Linked DNA regions of Sus scrofa: region 2 is linked to region 1. A link is a contact called in public Hi-C data. All regions are on one chromosome and are shown on one strand. Each heading gives the region's core, a stretch centred on a gene start, on an enhancer-like site or on the middle of the called end of the contact. The rest is flanking DNA. Distances are from core to core; before and after follow the strand shown. Region 1 overlaps NEDD4L (E3 ubiquitin-protein ligase NEDD4-like). Region 2 overlaps NEDD4L (E3 ubiquitin-protein ligase NEDD4-like).

What was found. A called contact is a pair of places that touch in the nucleus more often than the background predicts.
Region 2: a contact with region 1 is called in a Hi-C map of liver, with 2.3 times the contacts expected there. The contact joins two enhancer-like sites. A contact is called at or near these places in 2 of 47 Hi-C or Micro-C datasets (embryonic fibroblasts and liver).

Annotation. Positions count from the first base shown.
Region 1 is chr1:162,370,810-162,378,350 of Sscrofa11.1, reverse strand. It overlaps NEDD4L (E3 ubiquitin-protein ligase NEDD4-like), which reads left to right. Exons shown (of 32, transcript XM_021073866.1): 28 at 423-482; 29 at 1,970-2,077; 30 at 3,302-3,398; 31 at 4,062-4,134. Among named protein-coding and RNA genes, the nearest start is that of MIR122, 45 kb to the right of the region's middle. Within about 2 kb of position 3,305, at least 10 of the 83 cell types and tissues checked have an H3K27ac peak or open chromatin away from gene starts, as enhancers often do. A contact at or near this core is called in liver, where this site is marked.
Region 2 is chr1:162,636,711-162,644,251 of Sscrofa11.1, reverse strand. All of the region lies in intron 1 of NEDD4L (E3 ubiquitin-protein ligase NEDD4-like), which reads left to right. Among named protein-coding and RNA genes, the nearest start is that of NEDD4L, 96 kb to the left of the region's middle. Within about 2 kb of position 3,616, at least 6 of the 83 cell types and tissues checked have an H3K27ac peak or open chromatin away from gene starts, as enhancers often do. A contact at or near this core is called in liver, where this site is marked.

The DNA of each region.
Region 1 (7,541 bases), core at 2,056-4,555:
ACCTGGGGCAGGTTTTCTGTACTCCCTGTCTCCTCTCTCCTGACCACGCTGCTTCCTCTCCTCTTTCATCTGTATGCCTCCCAGACCTTATTCTCGAATGGCTCACTTGCATGCCTGTGCCTCTGAGGACACCCTGAGTCACAGTGGTGTGTCATAAGTGGCTTTTGGAATCCACCTGCCTGCAGCAACCCCTATTTTCATAATGTTTCAAAAATTACTCAAGTGCCTGAATCTGCTTGAGTCTACTGCTTTTCAAAATTTTACATTGTGACTATGCTGTTTTTATTTGAAATTACCAACTACTGATAGCTGCAAATCATCAGTGAACAATGTATTTTTCTAGCTAACTGAAAAAAGTTTATCCTGTGAAATGTCTCTTTCAAGGAAAAAGGTGTTAAGAATGATTTTTTTTTTCCTTTCAGGGATTCACGGAACTGCTTCCTATTGATTTGATTAAAATTTTTGACGAAAATGAGCTGGAGGTTTGTAAACATTTGTGTAAAGGAGATTTTTTAAGTATCTCATTACCTCACAGATGATATTTTAATATTCTAGATTCATAATGTCCCGGCGAGTAAGCTTACATGACTTTCTAATTCAGGTCTTTTAGGGGCTTGCCTGATTGCTGATCGGGGAGTGGGGAATAGCAGAAGTGGTCACCTGTAGGTTCCTGGCCCAGGAGAGGGACATAGCAGGCGGGGAGGGGGCTCTGAGCTGGTGCACCATGAGGGGAAAACTGCTGTTGTTAGTAGAGCTGGGGTGGCAGCACCCTGTTCCCAGGGCGCGGCCGGCTGAGGGCCCTGCACTTCCACACACCCACCCATGGCATCCGAGTGGGGACTTGGCCAGGAGCGAGTGCGGGCGTCCACGAGGGGCTGTAGAGAGGGGTCTCGATGAACTCGAAGTGGGCTGTGTAGAGTAAGAAGGCAGGTCGAAAGCAGCAAGGTGGTGGTCCTTGTGCACCAGCTTAGCTTGTGCCAGCTGCTTGGTGTTGGTGTGGATGAGAATTGGGAATTTCAAAAGCAGAGGGATCTCTCTGCCTTTGTGTTGAAAGGAACAGCAGAAGGAAGGCTGTGTCTGTTAAGAGGCCATCTGATAGGACTCCGTTGCCATTTGTCCAGACCACGTCCAATGACGTGTTCCCATAGATGGGCTTTCTGTTCTTCTACCTTAAGAGGCAAAAGTCCAGATAGATGACGTCATAGGCATCATGCAGAAGAGGCCCTTGGTTTGATAGAAACTGAGGGCGGGAGCAGTTAATGACCTCGCAGGGTTACCCAGCAGGGTTTTGGCACAGTCAGGCCTGTGAACCCAGCTTTCGAGCCTCTAGTTTAGTTTTTTTTGCATTTTACTCTGGTGCCTCTGCAGGAATATCATGCATTTGTCCACAGGAAACCTGCCCTTCAGAGGGTTCGGTAATAAGAAAAGTGGACCTAAGATTGTAAGTCAGAGAAGCGATTACTGCGTTAGTGCTGGTGCAGCCACGGACCTCTGGGCACATGAGTTTGCCGCCCTCACCTGGGTCGATGGATCTGGGGGAGATGCGTTCTTACTGTCATAAAACTCGAGTTCTTTTGTGAGTGGGGAGGTGGTTTCACATCTTGAGACAAGTAACCTCTCAGAAGGGGAAACAGCCAAAATAATGAGCAGATGTAAATGCAGTGTGAGAAGATCCCTGAGCGAGGTGCTGAGATTAGCGGGCAGGGAAGGCGATCTGGCCTTGGAACTTCCCGTGGGAGATGGGTAGCCATACAGGTTTTAGACCGGGCCCCTGTTACCGCTGCTGTCTGATCTGCAGCAGGGAGGCTTTGGAACACATGTCCCTCCCTTCGTTTGTATCTGTGCATCACTGGCCTGTCTTGCTTGGCACACACCGTGGCTCTGTCCTTGAGGAAGGGCCTTATCTCTGCGTGTGTTTCTTTGGCTTTCGAGGAGTGCCCCCTTTAACTCTGGTCCATCTCCCTCCCAGTTGCTGATGTGCGGCCTTGGTGATGTGGATGTGAACGACTGGCGACAACATTCTATTTACAAGAATGGCTACTGCCCAAACCACCCTGTGATTCAGTGGTTCTGGAAGGTAAGGCCAGGACCGGTCCCTGCTGCTCCTCCTGGGTCGGGTAGGGGGCCCTGTGCTGCTTCCCACGGTCCTGCTGCTGGAAGTCGGGGCGCTGCTGGCACCTGGCCTGCTGGGAGAGAAGAGCCGGCTGAATCCAAAGCAGCCCATCCTGCTGCTCTTCTGTAACTGTGGTAGACAGCAGTCTTGAAGCAGCCACCTGATTAACATGCTTTTGTTTGAGGATATCATTCAGGAGGATGATTCTGAAAAGCGAGATTCAAGAATTGGAACTAATCCTCCAAAGTGTAACCAAGAATGGGAGATTTCTCAGGGCAAAAACATGCTTTGGGACTGACTTTTCTAAGATGCCACTTTGGATTAAAAAACCCTTTTCCCAGATTTTTTTTTTTTCCCCCTGGTTAATTTCAACAAACATTATGATCTTTACATCTTTCAATCAAAGATACAGATAAAATCTGCTGTGCTCTCTGAAGGCCAGTGTTTGCATCCTGTTCAGCTTAGGAGAGAAGTGACAGAGAAAGTGGGGGTGGGTCCAAGGGAGAGATGGTAAACTGAGGAAAGAATAGTCACAGGGAAGAAAAGCTGATTATTTATTTGTGTTACTAATAATACTTCAGGTGCCAATAGCGAAACATAGAGAAAAGAAAAACAGAACCTTCAAATCCCCAAATCCTCATCCAAGTCTCGCTCAGCTTTAAGTTTGAATATTTTTTATTTCAATTCAAGGGGCTTTACCAGTGAAGGCAACTCGATTCTTAGAATAATTCAGATACATAAGATACACAGATTATTTCAGAGGCTACCCTGGCCTCTGTTTTTCTTTCTTTTTATAAAATGTTATCTTTAGAGAATTTGTCTATAGTCAGCAATCCCACCACATAACCTGGGTTCCCCCTGGGTCAACACTTCTCAAACTGTCTATGTTTATAGTTGGCCGGGGGCCACTGGCAAGCCTCATACAGAAACCTGAGCTCAGGGCCATTAGTGAGTTTGCTTTGAACACCACTTCTTTTGACCAGTTGGCAGAAGAAGAAAGAGACCTTGTGATCTCTCGCTCTCTGAGATCACAGAGGCCAGTACTGTGGTGACCGTAGGAAACCGCTTTTAGGGTCAATGGTCTAGATCTTCGGCTGCAGGGTAGTGAGGTTGTTTTGCCTGTCTGCATCACAGCAGCACGGGCCATGTGTCACATGGGCTCACCTGACCTTCTGCCTCCGTTCATAGGCTGTGCTGCTGATGGACGCCGAGAAGCGGATCCGGTTACTGCAGTTCGTCACCGGGACGTCCCGAGTACCTATGAATGGATTTGCCGAGCTTTATGGTGAGCAGGACACCTTTAGATTTTGTTCTCCTCTAGCCAGGCATCAGCTGCAGCCCGAGAAGAGTGCCTCCAGGCCCCTAGACAAGTGGACTTTGCACGGACCCTGAAGAGATGGGGCAATGTGCCCTCCTCTCAGCTGTGTGTGTAGTTCCCTTTACATGAAGGGGCAGGGGAGGGGGTCTTTTTTGTTTTCATGCAGAGAGTCCTAACATTGGTCTTTTCTTTTTTTTGGTGGGGGGGGGAGTTTTGTTTTTTGGTATATCTTCACAAACAACCGGATTTTGCAGAATCATTCCTGTGTTTGTAAACAGAATATTTAAGGCACTCCTTCCCTCCATGAGGCATATTCAAGGTCATGTTTCATTTTTTTCCCCCCAGAAGTAGTTCGAAATTTAAACTTCACGGGTTGGACTGAAAGGCTGTAGATGTCCGCATGTCCATATGTTGTCACGTCTGTTGTGTTCAGCTTGGCGCGATTCCAGTCTGACAGTGGCACAGAGTCTGTGTCATGAGGTTGTGCAGACCCCTTGCTTGCCCCGTTGTTAAACAGCCTCAGAGGGGGTCTCGGGCCCCCCGCCCCTCCCTTTCCTTTATCCCCTCCTTCACCATGTTCCTCTGCCTTGAGCCCTCTAAGCGTCTATTTTTCTTTGTTCTTTCATCTAGGTTCCAATGGTCCTCAGCTGTTTACAATAGAGCAATGGGGAAGTCCTGAGAAACTGCCCAGAGCTCACACATGGTGAGTGACGGAAAACCACCTGGTTGTCAACAAATAGTATTTTAAACATTTAGCGAGTATACTGCCGGGCTAGAGGCTAGAATGCTGTGTTCCCTGCCCATTCAGAATTTTGAGTATGAAATGTCAGTGATGCTGATGAAATTAAACCAAAATTTGAAGGGGGTCCTGTTGGAGATGTGAAGGCTTAAACCCACCCTTCCTGCTTCCTGCGGGGAGTTCCTCTCCCAAACTCCATCCTTCCGCAGTTATTCTGGGAAGCAGAAATTTCCCTGTGTATCCGCATGTGGATATGACAGCTCCCAGCCTCTCAACAGACTGGGTTTTTCCTCCCACCTTAAATTGGTCCAGAGCTATGGATAAATTCCCTGTAGCCACGTTGGTTAAAGGCCTTCCATGGCCAGCCAGAAGCCATCAGTCAGTGGGATTTGGTAGCGTCATTGGCCCGAGGAGTGTCAGGTCTGACCAAGGACCCCTGCCCAGGGAGACGCGCTGGCACAGCTGCGCTGAGGAGTTCTCCAGGCTGCGGGGTAGAGGGAGAGTTCTGTGAAACCCAGCACAGAGGGGACCTCAGGAGCTCCTGCCATTCAGGGTGCTGTGTCCCTCAGGCTGGTTTCCCCCTCAGGCTTTGCTCTCCTGCTCTTAGGAGGCAGGTGGCAGGGGCCTGTGGGACACATTCTGACCACACAGTGGCCTCCCTGCCCACAACAGGCCAGCGCAGCCAGAAGAGAGGGCTCCCCAAAGGGCATTTGTAGAAAACAGGCCTGGAGAGGTGTTGTGCTTCTGTTTGATTGCCTCACCTCACCGGAAAGCACGTTTTTTCCCCTGTCTGGACCATTCACATGACTCTGAATGACGTGGATGTGGTCACTGCCGTCAGCACCAGAGAACAGGTGACTCCAGCTAATGCTGGCCGATCATCAGGCAGTCTGTCCTTGATTCTCAGGGAGGATGTCTTGGCCATTTAGAGCTCTTGCTCCAAACAGTTTCAGAGTCCAGTGTAGCTTTCTGGGTTCTGGAGCCTTCATATGAAAGGTAGTCACACTGAAACTGAGACGAGTCCTAGGGCTGTCGGGATGGGTTCGGAGCTCCCAGACTCCCAGTCTGGTGATAAGAAAAAGGATTAAGAGCTGCATCCACTGTGGGTCAGGCCCTTGACCTTAGCAGCGGCATTCCTGTGGGCTCCTGGGAGAGACTTGCTCATGAGCACGTGGCTCACAGACCCAAATCACAGGATTTGAACTCAGGTCTGCTAGGATTAGACTCTGCGGTCACCCTGACCACTGCGGTCAAGCTGTTGCCTTGGTGATAGGATTCACTTTCCAGATTTTTCTACATGAACCAAGTAACTGAGTATTCATCCCACGTCCCTCTGTGACCCTCTATACAGACATCTTGCTGTGGAATGCTTCTTCTTTTCAGGGTCCACATGCTGAGCCAGCACGAACATATGGTGCTGCCCAGATAAGACCCTGAATTCAAAAGTTCTCAATCTTGGCTGCACGTTGGAACCACCTACACGTTAGAACCACCTACAAAGCATTAAAAAAAAAAAAAAAAAAAAAAAAAAAAAAAATTCCGTTACCGGAGCCCCACTTCCAAAGATTTTGACCTAGTTGGTGTGGTGTGTGACCTGGGCTGTGGGGTTTACAGGGCTCCCCAGGTGATTGGTGAGGTCTGCTGGGGTTTGAAATCACTGCTCTTCCTCAGGAAGGACATTGGAGGAAAGCACTCCCACAGGCTCTGACCAAAGCCTGTCTTCTTCCATGTATGTCACAGAATTACAGCCACCAGAGAATTTTCCTAATGGTGCCTTCCCCACTGGAAGAGGCGAGCGTATTTCTACCCAGGTGACACCAGCTGGCAGGCTGCAATTCACTGTTATTTCTGCTGCGTGGCTTTCCTTCCATCCAGCCTGGGTCCGACTGTAACGCAGAAAACAGGAGCTTTGCTGGCTTCGTCACAGCAACAGCCATATATGTGGCTAAATAAAATCTAGCCATATGTATGTTTAATTTCTTCCCTGTTTTATGGAAATATGAAGTACACAGTTAAGCTTCAAAATTAAAACCTGATTTACTAGGAGAGCCGGGACTGGTGGAGCTGCTTCTTCCTCACTTTTCATGAGGCTCTCAGATTGTAGCTGTTGAGTATCTTGAGGTTAAAGGGCTTCATTGCTTTGTTCTCTTAAAGGTCACTGCTTGGATATATAAAATTCCGCTTTACTAATAAGAGACCCTCTTAAAAATAATCTCCTTCAGCGCCCACATCTTCCCCACAACAAAGCTAAAGCCACTGAGGGTAGTGAGGTCACACAGCTTGTTGGTGATGGCCCAGAGCCAGACCCCTGCCTCCTGACATCAGGAGTAATGGGAACACTTACTAAGCATTTACTGTGTTCCAGGCATTGTCCTAAGTACTTCATGTGTATTAACTCATATCATCATCCCAGCAGTTCTGAGAGGTAGGCCTTGATATTACCTGCTTCTTACAGATGAGGAAACTGAGGCACAGGATGCTAACATAATTCCAGAGCTCAGTTCTTAACACTCCCCTGTTCGCCTCTCTCTCCGTTATTCCAGTATTCCTCCAGCCTGAATAATGCGTGGACCTTGTTAAATGTTTTATCAAAGTATAGTTGATTTACAATGTTCCTTCAATTTCTACTGTGCATCAAAGGAATCCAGCCACGCATACCCACCCATTCTTTTTTTTTGTCCTAACCCAGAACCCCGACACAGTTCCCTGTGCTGTACAGCAGGACCCCACCCCCCGATCTGTTCTAAATGTAACAGTCTGCATCTACCAACCCCAAACTCCCCGTCCATCCATCCGTCCCCTCTCTCCCCTCTCCCCCATGACAAATACAAGTCTGCCCTCCACATCTGTGTTGGTTTCTGTTTTGTAGATAGATCATTTGTGCCATTTTTCAGACTCTAGTATGGATGTTTTTTAAAGGGAAAGAGTGGCCACAGGTCCTTGAAACCCCACAGGGATTGCGGGCCCTGGACTGTGAAATTACGAACTTAGAATCAAGACGCCAGCTACCAACAGTGACCTCCTGGGAAGGACCCTTTTAAGTGTAGCCTGCAGAAGTGGAATCCTCTCTATAACTGGTGAAATAATGTTTGAGATCCTTACCATGATAAAAACCAAAAATGCAAAACTTCTTTTAGACTTACTCTTTCAGGGTTCCTGGGTTTCTGAGACTTCTGGTTTCTGAGCACCTGAGCACCTCTGCTGTATCTTTTGATGTTTGGTGACAGTTATAAAATCTGAGAGATCAGGAGTTCCTTGTTGTGGCTCACTGGTTAATGAATCCGACTAGGAACCATGAGGTTGCGGGTTCAGTCCCTGGCCTTGCTCAGTAGGTTAAGGATCCAGCGTTGCCGTGAGCTGTGGTATAGGTC
Region 2 (7,541 bases), core at 2,367-4,866, 270 kb before region 1:
ACTGCTTAGAAACATGCCAGGTGCTTCTGTAGGCGTTTTTGTTGTCATTGTTCCTGGGATGGATCTCTTTTGACTTTATGGGGGGGGGGGGCAGAACAGAGGATATTCTTCCCCAAATATCATTCATGACTATATATTGAGAGCAGCACCTTTTTTATTTTCCAGTTTAGTTTTCAGCTCATCTTGCCAATCCTATACCAAAGCATTAAGGAATCAGAGGGAAAACTAGTTTGTCCACTTTATTTTAAAGCTAGTTATTGGATTTTCTGACTATAAAAGTAAATAGTCATGAAAAACAACAGAAAAAGAAACCATAGGAGAGGATAAAAAGGAAATCAGAATTGCCCAGCATCTCACTAGACTGAAGCAAGAGCACTTCCTGTTTTAGCACCTGGTCCTGGTTCTCTGCTGAGCCACTGACCTGGTTGGGAGACAGGTGCCCTGCGGGCAGAGCTGAGCCCACCATGGAGGTGCAGTGTCCCCAGTGCCTGGCAGAGGCCCCGATGCACAGTAGGAGCTTAGGAATTGTGTGTTAGTTGAATGTGCTGTGTTCTGAGTCTGGGAACTGGGGTGGCCTGAACCCTGTCAGGGATGATGCTGAACCTCTGTGGAGGGGGCGCCCTCTAGCTGGGGGGTTCCTCAGTGTGTGGGTGGATGGGGATGTCCCTCTGAAGGACTGGGGTCAATGATGCTAGGGCCACACTGACTGAGACAGGAAGGCAGGCAGTCTCTCCCTCTGCTCCTGGCAGGAAGCCGGCTAGAAAGGGAGCCAGGAAATGTAGTCTGTAGGGTCCTGGCCCAGAACCTGAGGGCAGGGAAGGGAAGGACGGGCTTGGACTTGGGAAGGTAGTAAACTACCAGCACTGCCTGTCATTTCTTTTTTTGTCTTTTTTGGGCCTCACCCACTGAGGCATATGGAGGTTCCCAGGCTAGGGGTGCAATCGAAGCTGTAGCCGCCGGCCTACACCGCAGCCACAGCAACACTGAATCCAAGCTGCGTCTACAACCTACACCCACAGCTCACGGCAACGCTATATCCTTAACCCACTAAGTGAGGCCAGGGATCAAACCCGCGTCCTCAAGGATACCAGTGGGTTTGTTAACCTCTGAGCCACGATAGGAACTCTGTCATTTTAAAGAGTTAAATCTTGAATGCGGATTTGCTCTGTTCTAATATAACTTATATTTTCACTGCCAATAGTATATCCTGGGAGTTCCCGTTGTGACTCAGCAGGTTAAGAACCTGATATTGTCTCTCTGAGAACATGGGTTCGATCCCTGGCCTCGCTCAGTGGGTTAAGGATCTGGCATTGCCTCAAGTTGTGGCGTAGGTCTCAGATGTGGCTCGGATCCAGTGTTGCTGTGACTGTGGTGTAGACCACAACTGTAGCTCTGATTCCACCCTTAGAGTGGGAAGTTCTGTGTGCCTCAGGTGCAAGTGTAAAATGGAAAAAGAAAAAAGTACATCCTGAGCATCTTTCCATGTTAATAAATACAGCTCTACACCCTCTTTCTCTAAGGTACAGATTCTGGAGTCATGTTGCAGCTGAACTACTCATTGAATGTATGAGTGGCCAGTTTATTTAACCATTTAGGCAGCGTTTCCTTCATTTGCAAAATCTACCGAGTTGTGAGGACTAGGTGAGACTCTGTCAAGATAAAAGCACTTTACTTTGGCTGTGACAGTACCTGTTGATGGTTGTATTAGTGATGACAGTTATTACTCTGATTCAATCAGTCCCAGATGATAATTACCAAAGTATTTGGGTTTTTTCTCTTAATGAATATTCATGTAAATACATCTAGATATTTCTGCAAAAAGTGAACTGTTTGCATCAAACTCTTTGCTCTTCAAGACTGTTCATATATTTCATCAAATTACCCTCTAGAAATACGGTATCCGTTTTTAATTTTCTTTCTAACAGTACCTGTCTCCTCCACACTGTCACTAATCTGGTCGTGGTTCTTTTTGCTCTTTGTCAGTCTGCTGGGTTGAAAACATACACTGTTGTTTTTCATTTGCATTCTTTTGATGATGGGTCAGTTTGAAAGTGTTCTGCATAGACTCAGGCGGAAACAATTCTGCTTTGTGATCAAGTGCCTGAGCCTGGACTACTGGCTGACAGGTCCACCAAGACCAGTTTTCTCAAACCCTCTCAGCATTGTTTTTTCCCTGGAAAACGGAATGGGAGGGTTCTGTCGAGGACCAGAAGAATGTATGAAAGTGTTGAACCAGTGCCAGACTTTTGATAATTAACATTCTAGTTGACTTTTGAGTTAATCTCAGCTCTTATCCCAGTGTTGGTCTGTTGATCTCAGAAAGGGGCGCTAGAAGGACCTGAAAATTGAGTCGGGGACCCTGGTGTTGGGGTTTTCAGAGACGGAGCATTTCTGGGTAGTAATGAAGTCCAGTGTGGCTGTGGGTGGCTGAGGTAGAAGGTGGGTGGAGATATTTGGGGCTCTGGTGGCCATTTGTGCACCGAGGGCGCCCGTGGGTCTGGGGCCTGACATCACTTAGGGTCATGATGGGTTTGAGCCATCGAGGAAGGTGATGACCTGGGTTCCAGAGTCCCCTTTGAAGAGGGGAGGGTTGGGTGACTGGCATGGAGGGCTCTTCGTGGTAAGTGAAGGGGCCAGGGGTGTGGAGGCTGTGGTGGAAAGTTCCAGCATAGGACTCAGCCCTGGCCACCCTGGGCCTGTCCTCTGTTCTGAGCTAAGCTTCGGGTGTGACGCTAAAGTGGTGGGAGCACTTTGGAAAAGGATGAAAATGAAGGACGTGGTACAGAGGCTGGGAAGGGCGAGGGGCTGGTGCTCCGTGGCTGCAGTCACACCAGCCCCACACTTTTGACTGGGTGACAGCTCTGTGCTTGGTTTAATGCTCTCGAAATTTCTGTCTTGCAAGTTTTGGACAAAGGGCCCACATTTTCATTTTCCACTGGTCCCTACAGATTGTGTGACCTTCTAACAAGGATGTGTGGAGCAGAGGTGGGTGGGAGGGTTGACCAGGTAGGTGTGGTCGGAGGCAGGAGGCCAGGAGGACCTGTGGGGAAGGCTGGGAATCAGGATCCAGCTGGAGCCCTGTGAGCTTAGGCTGGTGCTGGAGGCGTGAGGACTGGGAGGTTTCTCTTGTTTAGAAATGGAATGTTCTGCAGTATGATTTGATAGCTGTGACTTTGTCTCTTCCCTCTGTATGCCTTTGGCTGTTTTAGTAACTTTTTTTGGGGGGGGTCAGGGCCGCACCTGCAGTGTATGGAGGTTCCCAGGCTAGGGATCAAATTGGAGCTGCAGCAGCTGGCCTACATCACAGCCACAGCAACTCGGGATCTGAGCTGTGTCTGCAGATGTGTTGCTACTCACAGCAACACCAGATCCTTAACCCTCTTAGGCCAGAGCTCAGACCTACCTCCTCATGGACACTGTGTTTTGTTCTTAGCCCACTGAACCACAATGGGAACTCCTGTTTTGGTAATTAAAAAAAAAATAAATTATTTCAGAAAGGTTGCAAGAATGTGGTTTCTAGAACAGGGTTTCCCTAGGGCGACACTGTTGACTGTTGGGCTGGCTGACCTGTGAGTTGTGGGATGTTTGTCACATCTCTGGCTTCTACCCAATAGATAGCAGTGGCAGATCCCCACATGGTGGCAGCCAAAAACTCCTGCACGCTGCCAAATGTCCTTTTGACGGTAGTCACCCCAGTTGAGAAGCACTGTTCTAGAAAGACCTGAGTTTCTGCCTGACCTCTGCCTCTCCCACCCTGTGACCTTGGCCAGGTCACTTCTCTCTCCCCCTAAGCAGCAGTGCCCCTGTCTATGAATTACCATTTTCTAAATGTGCTCATGTTTGTATACACAGACTGAACATTTAAATGTTGAGTTTTCCCTATTTAAGGGAAATTAAATCATATATTTTAATTTGAATATGGTGATGAGGGAGATGGGCCAATATTTCATGTGTATTTGCTGATTTGATCTTGTGGGGTTGATTCCTCTTGTCCATTGTTCAGGTTTTTTGTTGTTTTTTTCTCAGTTGGGGTTTGAATGTCCTCTGGATGCATGTGGCCTCTCTTTGCTGTCCCTTGTCTTCTCTGCCAGCAAATCTTACCCATCCTCCCAGGCCCACCTCACCTGGCAGATCTCTCTGCAGTCACAGAGCGAGGATGCTGCCCTCTGGCCAAGCACTGTGAGAGGGATCAGGCTGGGAATGTGGTTTGTGGGTCAGGCTGTTGTGTCCCCAGGGCCCCATCACACATCTGAAGACTGTTTTGATCACTCTAGAAAGAAGTCTTATACTTCTATCTCACTTGTTAAGTAATTGGTCACTTCTGTTTTCTCTTTCCTGCTCTTTTAGTTTGCTCAGGCTGCCATAACAAAATACTACGAACTGGATGGTTTCAACAACAGCAGTTGATTCCTCACAGTTCTGGAGGCTAGAAGTTCAAGTTTATGGTGCCACCAGGGTTGATTCTCGGGAGGCCTTCCTCCTTGGCTTGTGCAGATGCCCGTCTGTCCCCCTTTGTCCACACGTGGTCCTTCTTCTGTGTGTCCCTGGTGTCTTTCCATGTCCACGTCTCCTCTTAAAAGGACACCAGTGAGATTGGAGTCGGGCCACCCCTCATGGCCTCAACGTGACTTAGTCAGGTCTTTGAAGGCCTTATCTCCAAATAGAGTCACACCCCTAGGGGCAGGGAGTTAGGGCTTCAACATTGGAATTTGGGGGTGGGGCTGGAGCTGGAGCAGGACCACACACAATTCAGCCCACAACATCAACTTAATTTTATACTTTTTGTGAGAGTAGGCCAGTGTGCCGTGGATTGTTAGTTCTTTCTTAGAAGAAAGGTGCATCCACATTTTGGGTATTTGAAGATCTCGCTATCTGATGGCTGTGAGAAGCTGGTGAGCATTGAAATGCCCCTTGACTAGATGCTCTCCTGAGGGTCTCACACATATAAGGAGACTGGCGTCTGTCCTGAGTCAAATGATGCAGGTGCTTTCTGCGAAACCTCCTCCGTCCAGCTGTATCTTTGCATAAACAGAAAGTGGCAGAAGAGGAGCGTTTGCACAGGGAAAAGAGGACATGACAAGGTTTATTCTAAGACAGGGTGTACCTCCAAGCATTTACCCAAGGCGGAGGGATCCTGACAGCTGGTGTTCCTGAGGCACCTGCGATGGGACATGAGATGGGACCAGGGCAGGGCTCCTCAGACATGCGCACACCTGGGCTGCACTTGGCTGGAAGGTGAGTTAAAGCCGCTCTCCTTTGCCCTGTCGCCTGGCAGTGGAAAGTTACCCTTGGTGGCGGCCACCACTTCCGCATTCTCTTCAGAGCTGCCTGTGCCCTTGAGTTTTCCAGCTTTATCTCACCTTTAATGTTTAGTGTATTCGCCTGAATGAGACGTCTTGCATTTAAGGAATTAATGCCACCTGGTAAGACTTTTTTTCTTAGAGGGAGAGGACATTTGACCTTCCTGGGGCCTTTTAGTTTTAGTTTTCTGCAGATTGATCCAGAGTCATAATAGTTTGACATTACCTTGAGATTCTTGAATTAGCAATTCATCTCTAATGTAACTGACCTAGTTTTCTTCTTTCTGGAAGGATTTTGTTCAAACCTTAGGGTTGTAACCTTTTATTGAGGAGCAAGTCTAAATGGGCCTGATTGAATTTCTTCAATGGAGATGTTGCTTGGGGGATGGGGGAAGAAAATGAATGAATTTAAAATGTATGAACACCGAAAGTTGTGACCTGGTTTTCTCTAAGGAAAAAAAGGGGGGCGGGCATCTGTGAAATAGTTCTTTTAAATTGTATAGTGAGAAGTGAAGCTTTACTGGGATAGCAATTTCTTTCTATGCAGTTTATCTGCATAAGTCTCTTTCTGATACTGAATATTGAGTAGAAATGTTAAGTCATTTCCTTCCTTCCTCGGAAGGAAGACGAGTTTTCTTGTAGGTTTTATAATGCTTCATTATTTGCTGGTTAAAAGGATTTGATGATGATTTCAATGTAAAGAGCTGAATAACACAGCACTCTGTGTGAGGGGATGGTACCTTTTCATTCTGGAATCAAGACATCCGTTTACCTGTGGTTTGCTCTGCCGGCCTGTGCCACAGTCTTTTATGTTTCTGATAAATTTTAACTACTTGTTTGAAATCTTTGTTCTGGTGCTTAGAAGTAGACATTAAGAGGACCAGTTATTTGGGCTGATAGAATGCATTTTAGATGTTAGATAGCTAGATAGCTTTGACTATATACTTACTGAGGAGTAGTGAAGGGAGGCCCCGGGCATCTTTTTCTGAGATGGGTGTGAGGCATTCCTTCAGGTAGCTGGCACTTTGTGAGCTGGTGTGGCTGCACCTGCTGGCTATCATTGCATGGTGGCCAGGGCTGGCAGGCGCCAAGGCCAAGGGCACTGTTTTCCATACGGGGGACCTTGGTTCAGTAGGGGAAAGGGGGAATATCTTGGGATCCTGCCCTGTCCCCTCCACACCCCTCCCCTGCTTCAGGTGAATTAGTATAAATTTCCTTGACTCTCCAGCTACCAAAGGACTTTGAACTTTAGCTTTGTTAGGGAGTTCAGGCCCCACCTCAACCAGACAGAGAGATTAGAATCTCATCAATTTTTTAAAAACCTCTCCAGGGGACTTCATAACTTTCCTAAGTGTCATTTTCTGGTGACTAATGACCTTGGCTTTGGGGAGTCCTTCTTTTGCCAAATGTATGTTCCTCGTGTGCTCTCCCAAAATGATTCTTGAAATTATGCCGGTACGTCCACTCCACTGGACCCAACTGCTCCTTCAGGCCCAGAGAAGCAGTGGAGGGAAGAAACCCTTTGAAAACTGCTCTGCAGGCTCTGGGCTGCCCAGCCCATCTGTTTTCTTCCTGTTTCTTTTCCCACAGAGTTTATCTGGACTCCATTACTTTTAACACATGTATTTTTTTCATTTAAAAAAATTTTACTGATGTATAGTTGATTTACAATGTTGTGTTAATTTCTGCTATACAGCAAAATGATCTAGTTATACACATACACATACTCAATCTTTTTCAGATTCTTTCCCCATATAGGTTATCTAGAATACTGAGAAGAGTTCCCTGTGCTAGGCAGTAGGTCCCTGTTAATCATCCATACCCCATATATTTTGATGCTTTTCTGCATCGCAGTTTGTTGCAGGAGGCCAAGGAAGAGGTGCAGTAATTCAGAATTTAAGTTTTTGATGCATAGTAGGTTCTCAGTAAGGGTTGTTAATATGAAGGTCCAGAACCACTGTGAAAATCCAGAAATCACCGTAGTGTGGTCATTGACCAGATGGTTGTGAAAGAGAAGGCTGTGGACTGGTGTCTGAACTCACAGTTGTGTGTGTGTGTGTGTGTGTGTGTGTGTATAGAGGGGCAGCCTGCACTAGGCTGATTGGTATTTTAAGTAGTACTGAACACAGGGTCAGGTGTTAATAGCAATGGAGTTGACTGGGTTTGGCAATAATCTGTAGGATTAGCGAGCAAAGAAGAGGCTGTGTAGGAGGTGGAGTGGGGGATGGTGGCCTGGGGGGA